Regions from separate parts of the Gasterosteus aculeatus genome. Here region 1 is linked to region 2. Evidence: chromatin contacts called from public Hi-C data. All regions are on one chromosome and are shown on one strand. The core of a region is the stretch at or near the end of the contact, and the rest is flanking DNA. Distances in the headings are between cores, read along the strand shown.

Region 1 (3,878 bases), core at 586-3,085, 210 kb after region 2:
GAAAGATTAAACTTCAATTACGTGAAGTGTAATTACAAGTGGGAAAGTAGTAACAATAAGGGGTAAGGATCTCAGATTTGCACTTAAAGAATGCCATGTGTAGCATTTTAAGGAGATTCATTATTTATTTGTTGTTGCCCCGCAGCATTTGTCATAAGCAGTGAGGAGAACAGGTGCGTGAGTTGGGGCAATAATGAGCAATGGTCATGGGCCCAGAGGGCGGGGGGGCTGCAAAACAATGGGGGCGGACGAAATGAGAGGGGAGATCAATAACCGGGGCAGGGGTGGGAGCGAGGGGCTCTCCTGGCTGACAGTGATCATTAACCGTGAAGTGCCAACAGATGCCACAACTGCCGGAAGCCTGATCAGCGCAATATACACCTCTGTCAGGTTTGTACAGGTTCCAAGGAATCAGGCGCTGCAGAACTACCCACCTGACACCTTCTCTGCACACTTGTGCCCTCAACTAGCACAGCAAACACACACACATACACGCACTCAGAAAAGAAATACTGCTGTCAAGCACACGGTCAGCTGTCAATAGCGTATCGGCCATATGGGCACACAGTACCCCCCCTCTGTGTGGATTGGGCCTATCCTCGAGCACCATTCTGATCCAGTGCTGACAAAAAATCTGTTTGTGACGGAGGTGTATTTGTATGAATGATGTGGAATTCCTTAAAATATCAAATATCTGCTCAATTCAAACTCAGATAATAATCTTTTATGAGGGATTTTGTTTTTTCTGTTTGAGCCATAGCTTTGACTTTGACTCGGCCTCACTGAACTTATTTGGCTATTTCACTGCAGGAAGAGTCGCTAGTTCAACATGTTCCACCTCCAAGATGATCACGTAGTCGTGTTTAAAATTAGATTAAATGAATTTAATTATTGTATTTTGTATAGCCGGGAGGGCTTTACAGTCTGCATGTCAGCCCTGTGAGGCGGGGACTTAAAATCCCAAACAAATTTATATAAAATAGGAATTAAAACCAGCAATACCACCTAATTGAGGAGTCTAGGTCTCCATAAAAACAAGGTTCTTTTATACCAGTGGAAAAACCGCATGGATCACAAGACATAAAAGCAAGGTTAAAAAGATGATTTTATTATCAACTAAAAACCCATAATACTATAAAATAACTGCAACTATATTAAAAGTCCAGCTAGAAAAGTATTAAAACGAAATTTAAAAAGTTCAAGATCTCTCTCTCTCTCTCTCTCTCTCTCTCTCTTTCCGAGTAGAGGAGGTTTGCGCGAGCAGAGCGTGTTGTTGAGAGCGACATAGTTGTTGTTTTTTGAGCGTACCTTTTCACTGTTGGATGTGATATAGACATAGCATTGTAGTGTATAAGTGTGTTTAGTGTTTGTGTGGACTTGTTTGGGGGCTAGAATTCCTGAAGTGTGCGTTTTTTGCAGCCGATCTGCTCGCGCTGGTCAGCATGCTAAACGCCACCATGGACCCGACCCGTCTGACAAGGAAACACGGCGTCGGGATCGCACCGGGTTTTTCGTGCTCGGTAGAGGACTGCGGCTTGGCCGTGGGGAGAGTGGTCGGGCACGGCAGCGTGAAGTCCGCCGCCCGTTTGAATAACACGGTGGTGATTTTTCTGGAGGCGAAGTCAAGCCAATTGGTGGGGAGGGGACCGGGGAAGTCCAGCAGGGGAGTCAGGGGCGTGGGGTTGGAGTTAAGTAGGAAAGCCAGGGGTATGAAGGGAGACAAGAGAGAACAGTTGGAATACAGCAGCTAATCCAGGTGAGTGAGGGGGGGGGGGCAGGAAGAGACAGGAGTGGCCCAGCCGGTAAGTCAGGTGAGAGAGGGGGGCAGGAAGAGACAGGAGTGGCCCAGCAGGTAAGTCAGGTGAGTGAGGGGGGGCAGGAAGAGACAGGGGTTGCCCAGCAGGTAAGTCAGGTGAGTGAGGGGGAGTGAGTCAGTGTGTGGAAAAAAGTGTTTCTACAAAAAGCGAAAAACATGAAGGGAGTTAAGGTTGAGGATTACTTCTCCGATAAAGAGAAGCTCGCTAAATTTGCCCGGATGCATATGAGCAGTAAGGACAGAGGAGGCCTAACAAACCAGGAAGTATACCGGCTGAGGAAAATAGTACAGAAAATCAATAATTTATCTTGATCTGTTTTTGCATGGAGCTTCCAAAAGTTCCAGAGGACATAAATGCCGGTTTGGAGGGTCCTCTGTTGGCAACCGAACTCTTCGCAGCTCTACAGAGCATGGAGCGGGGTGAGGCCCCGGGAATCAACGGGATTCCAGTAGAGTTTTAACTGTTTTTCATGAGAGTTTTAAACCGCTCAGTTGCAGGAGGGCAGTGCTGACCTTGCTGCCGAAAAAAGGAGACCTGCAAGAATTAAAGAACTGGAGTCCGGTGTCCCTTCTCTGTGCGGACTACATGATCCTGCCCAAGGCATTGGCCAACCGGCTACGGGAGGTAATGGACCTGTTCATCCACCAAGACCAAACTTACTGTGTGGCTGGCAGGAACATACTGGAAAATGTGTCCTTAATTCGGGATATTTTGGACATCTGATTCATTGGGCATTAAGACTGGTCTCATTTCATTAGACCAGGAAAAGGCATTTGACAGGGTTAAGCACCCTTACCCCTGGAAGAGTTTTGGCCTCAGCCCAGGTCTTATAGCAATGATTAAGGTTTTGTGAATATATTGTTTGTGGTGGTTGTCATGGTAACTCGTAGTATCGTGGCTCCATTCATGCTGCCTTCATACTGTGGTGGTCCACACGCTCAACTCTGATTGAACCGACTCTAAACAGCTGTTCTGAAACCCAAACCTCAGAGTTTTCCACCTCAGGGTAAATCAACTCAGAGTTTAGGGTTTGACTCAGAGTTTGTTAAACCTCCTACTTGAAACGGACCCCAGTTCTTCAACAACATGCTAAGCAAATTTCACATTAGAGGCCCTGCTCCATCCTCCTCCTGTTTAACTCCCTACTCCACTATCCTCCAGGGGCCTCACCTGTCAGCATTAGATTCAATAGAAACCTATAGTCCCTGGACATTGTCCATGCATAGTGGGCCTGCTAAATGCAATCTGGCACTGTGGTATATGCCAGCCCCACCTCCTCTCTTCCTCCTGCTTACGCTTTCATGCCTCCCTGAGGACCATCAATAATACAACATGGAGCTCCTCAAGCAGCGTATGCACACAAACACAAAGTTCAGGAATACACATCGACAGGCCCAAGCACACGGTCTTGAAAGTACACAAACACATGGAAGGTTCAATTCCCCGCTGTGAGCGCCTTCTCCAGTGGAGGGCAGACACATCTGCAGATATCAATGAGCAAGGCACAGGGTTGAGGAGCATCCCCCTCAGGCTGTCGGAGGCTTTCACAAAGGGCTCTCCTCGTTGGTGTTGAAGGATGAAGAGAAGAGCAAGGAGCCTCCCTCGGACACATGGACAGGAGTGAGGCCGAAGAGGGTCCGGTGACATGTGCTCAGAGGCTTTGTTCTGGAGCAGAGATGACGTGAACTCTTCTGATGTTTCCTATGATAAGATTCGCAAGATTCTAAACTCACCGAAAAGAAATTCTGAAAAACATACATTTCTTGGATCTTCAAGTTGAAAATGTGCAAAAAACGATCCTGCGGTTTATAAAAGCTTGAGCAAAAGGTCCACTTAGTTGCTTTGAATTCATCACGTGGCCAGACGATGATGCAGTGCTGGATTATTGTTGTGCAGCTGAAGACTATATTATATTGGGTTTTATTGTCAAAGATTACAAATTTAAAATGGATTAAAGTGAATCCAAGTTCAAATTCCCAATTCTGTTCTCGTTGTTGGAACGGAACCCAGCACTGACCTTGTCCTGTAAATCAACACTTAATTGGTGGTTGAGCAGAAAAC
Region 2 (3,815 bases), core at 233-2,732:
TAACGTTTCACATTACTCTGTAATATGCGATTCTTCCTTAAACCAAACCGAGATGTGACGTCGGAGCGCAGGTGTGCGTCAGATCCCACGTGGTTCGCGGCTTGGCGCGCACGCGCACGCACCTCCCGGTCTCCGCTGTCGGCGCGAGCGCGCTCCTCTTCGGTGACGTCTTCGCCGGATGCTCGTCTCTGAAGGACGACTTGTTGCGTTTAAGTTTCGACTTTGAATGTTTCTGAGACATTTCGTTACATTACGTCATCACAGCACCTTTAAACCTCCGCGCGTGTGTCCCAAACAGAACTTCTTCTTCTTCTTCTTCTTCTTCTTCTTCTTCTTCCTCTTCTTCTTCTTCTTCTTCCTCTTCCTCTTCTTCTTCTTCTTCTTCTTCTTCTTCTTCTGCGGCCGGATGGCGGCTCGCGGACAGCTTGAAGGTTCGAACCGCCCTCTGTTGAGCGGGAGGGCGCTTCGTGACGTCATTGGCGTCGGCATTGGTCATCGGCGTTTATGTCACGCCTGCTCCGGACTACCCACAATGCACTGTGGCGTGCCGCTGTATCCAGATGTTTCCACATGAGAGAGTTAATTGGATTAGATTTGACAACAAGCACCATGTAGGAAATGTGTTTTTCCTGGTTAATGATAATACTGACCGCTAGATTATTAGTCACATGTTGTGCGATGAAGATCTAATCTAGAAAATAACTTGTTCGGTTAGTAATCGTTTTATCTATTCCACGCATATCAAACGGAATAATTAAGTCACAGAGACAAAACAAGGATAGGATTCAATGACGATGTGTGCACATCGCCACATGTCGCACGTAAATACACATACAGAGACGGTCAGTGTGCAGCGACGACATGTATGATCTCCATCCTTTCGTAAAGGATGCTCCAGTGCTTCCTACTGGTTGCTAAGAAGAAAGAACTCTTCAATCCAGCTGAGGTCTGCAAACCAAGAGGAGCCACCCAGATGTGACCGTGGGGTCCACCCTGCAGGTGAGCCCATAGACCTGCACCTTTTGAAACCTTGCATTCATCATTTTTCCATCGCCGTCTCAGAATAGGGCAGTTGCCGTGTGTTTTTTCGCCACCAATGAAATGTAGGAACCATATTTGGAATGCTGAGGAGTGAGATGGAGAAGCCTAACATGTCTCTGGTAGTGGCAGAATCATGTCCATCAGCCATAAAGCATGTACTATTTAACTTAACTATCTTTATGTGCAAACTGTTCTTTTAAATTGACAAACATCCCTCTGTGTAATTATTGGAGCTATTTGAACCAGTGCTTGAAAATCATTGTGACCTCTGAGATTTATACAGAGGAAAACAAAGCTTGGAGACATGGAGGTACAACAACAATTCATTAACAGCAACATAAATGTATGTATTTATTTAAACAAGTCGTGTGTGCGCGTGTGCGTGTGTGCGTGTGTGCGTGTGTGCGTGTGTGTGCATAGATTGAACTTGCCTGCTCAGCTCTTTGCAGGGTGTCATCTCCTCTATCCCGCTGCCTTAATGTGTGCTCTTGAGTCTCTGTGGTCATATTTTCGTGCTGTTGTCAGAAGCAAAGGCTTGAGTTGAGCGTTTCCGTCCCGTCTGTTGACAGCTTCTGTCTGAGCTCACAGGATGCTGCTACGTGTTCAGCACTTTGTTCTTTTTAAAGGGGAGAGGGATGACGGTCTCACTAAGGTTTCGTCCCTGTTTGTCTTCCTGTGCCGATGTGAGGGTTTCCAGACAGAGGACGTGTCGCATCACTGTAAAACTCTCTGAGGCAAATTTGTCATTTGCTATTTTTGGCTATACAAAATAAAATGAATTGAAATGTGATTCATCAGGACCTGAGGTAGGTGGCGTAGTGCTCGTGCCCTCTGGGTACCAATGCCTCTGAGTACCAGGCCGGATACATGCGAGAAGCAGCAGTACGCAACAAAAAGGTGCCGGTAAAGAGTGAAATGTACTGTGCCGGTACTGAATAGCGGTGAGTAGCGGCCCACTTTGAGCCCTGATTAGAACCAATAATTGTTCGCCTCTTTTCATCGACTAACCGTTCCCTCTGAATGCCCCTAATCAGGTTCCATCGGCACATCCTTCCATCATTGACCCTGAACATGGAGCATGCGATGCTATTTTCAGACTTAATGTACATCCTCTCCGTCCTCCCTGCATGTTCCCTCAGTTTAGTCCTCGAGGTGATCACCACTGAGACACCTGACCACCTGACACACGTACCTATCTCGGTGTGAAACCGCTGTCCTCTACATCAGCCGGTGGGGGACTTTCACCTACTGAACGTTGGGTTAGCAGGTTTTAGCTCATCTACTCATGTGTTAACAGTGTTTTGTTACAGATATTATGTCACACTTGCGTATGTATTTCTACTCCGTGAACACTGCAGAGCTTTACACTGGGCAGGAGTTCTAACTGCAATGATAATACTTTGTTCCCTTCTGGAGGGCACCGAGACAGTGGAAAGTTGAAGTCATAATAACGGTGGGATTTTCTGCGCTCTTTAAGCTTTTGGCCAAAAGAGAGGGACCAACGGAGAGTGGCTACACTTATGCAATGGAAAGAAGACGAGGGAAAGCTGGACCGAACAGAAGGAAAGAGGAGAGCTTTATTTCAAGGAAACTGCTGCAAACCGGCGCTGAGGGAAAACCTGCCACTTTGAAATAAGGTGAGAGCATTTCTTTGGACACGATGTCACAGGAGATGAGTCCCGCCGCTGGACTGCTGCCGCTGGACAATCATTCTCTCCCACCTGGACCACAGAGGGGCGGCGACAGAACCAGAGCTGTGGGCCGGGCCTTGGTGCTACTCTGAGAAGAAGAAACCCGGCGCCTGGAAACAAATGTTACGGCACGTGATGCTTTGTTGTGTTCTGCTGCCGTGGCAACAGCGAAGATCACAAGGTGAATAAAAGTGAGGGAGCAGCAGCTTTACCGGTTGAAGTTAGAGAAATACCCCATTGGGAGGTTCTCCGTGGAGTGATGCGAGTGTTCCTGGTAGTCTGAAGCCTGTCAACCCAGTACAGCTTTGTATTTACTGTATAATACAAGGATAACGACTAGTTTTAGGTCCCAAAGGTATTCACTTAGGAGGCTGCTGTTTGTGTGCGTCATTAAGCCAGTTGTCCTTTAGCTTTGCTACGTTACAATGATACTCGCTTGCCTTAACCTGGTGTTTCTCTTACCATTGGAACAGGGAGGCGCCCCCACTCTGAAATTCCTTCCCCCTCCCTGGAAAAGTGTGGAATTAAAAACACGCACAGCAGTTCCACACTGATACGTGCGTGAATGTACATGTGGCAGCACGGAGAACACGGGCGGACTGACCCGCGATCCGTCTGTCCGACTCACATCAGGTATGTTGGTGCAGGTTTTACAGGGTTGGAGAAGATCCCAGCAAACATTAGACTCAAGAAAAGAGTTGAGAATACTTAAAATAGTTAAGCAACCGATTTTGGTCCCAGTTGAAATCTAATTCAGAACCCTTGATGTACCACATTCCCAAAGCACTGGTTGATTACCTGGTCATCAGGTGTCTAGAAGGATCCTCGTGTCCTTCCCAAGGGTTCCGCTGTGTGATCTGTACAGCTTGAGAAGCTGCAATGAGCATCAGAAGATGGCAGGAAGGTCTGCACCAGGTCCACTCTGTAACTTAAATCTGAAGAACTCAGAAAGGTGACAGGTTTCATGTAAATGTACAATTTATGAAAATCTTCTTTTTGGATCTTTCAAAAGAAACGAGAACATTTGGCAAAATGTATATTTAACATTTCATCAATGAAGGAAACATGTAGGTTGAGGAGTCT

What was found. Hi-C and Micro-C count contacts between places; a contact is called where the count stands out from the background.
Region 1: a Hi-C map of tail fin shows a contact between it and region 2, with 2.1 times the contacts expected there. The contact joins the enhancer-like site here to the promoter of LOC120829778 in region 2. A contact is called at or near these places in 3 of 6 Hi-C or Micro-C datasets (skeletal muscle, tail fin and whole body).

Annotation. Positions count from the first base shown.
Region 1 is chr2:24,844,221-24,848,098 of fGasAcu3.hap1.1, forward strand. No RefSeq gene overlaps it. Among protein-coding and RNA genes, the nearest start is that of LOC120828908, 18 kb to the right of the region's middle. Within about 2 kb of position 1,836, at least 3 of the 9 cell types and tissues checked have open chromatin away from gene starts, as enhancers often do.
Region 2 is chr2:24,636,918-24,640,732 of fGasAcu3.hap1.1, forward strand. It overlaps LOC120829778, which reads right to left and starts at 1,483. Exons shown (of 5, transcript XM_078087688.1): 1 at 123-1,483. The coding sequence starts at 241.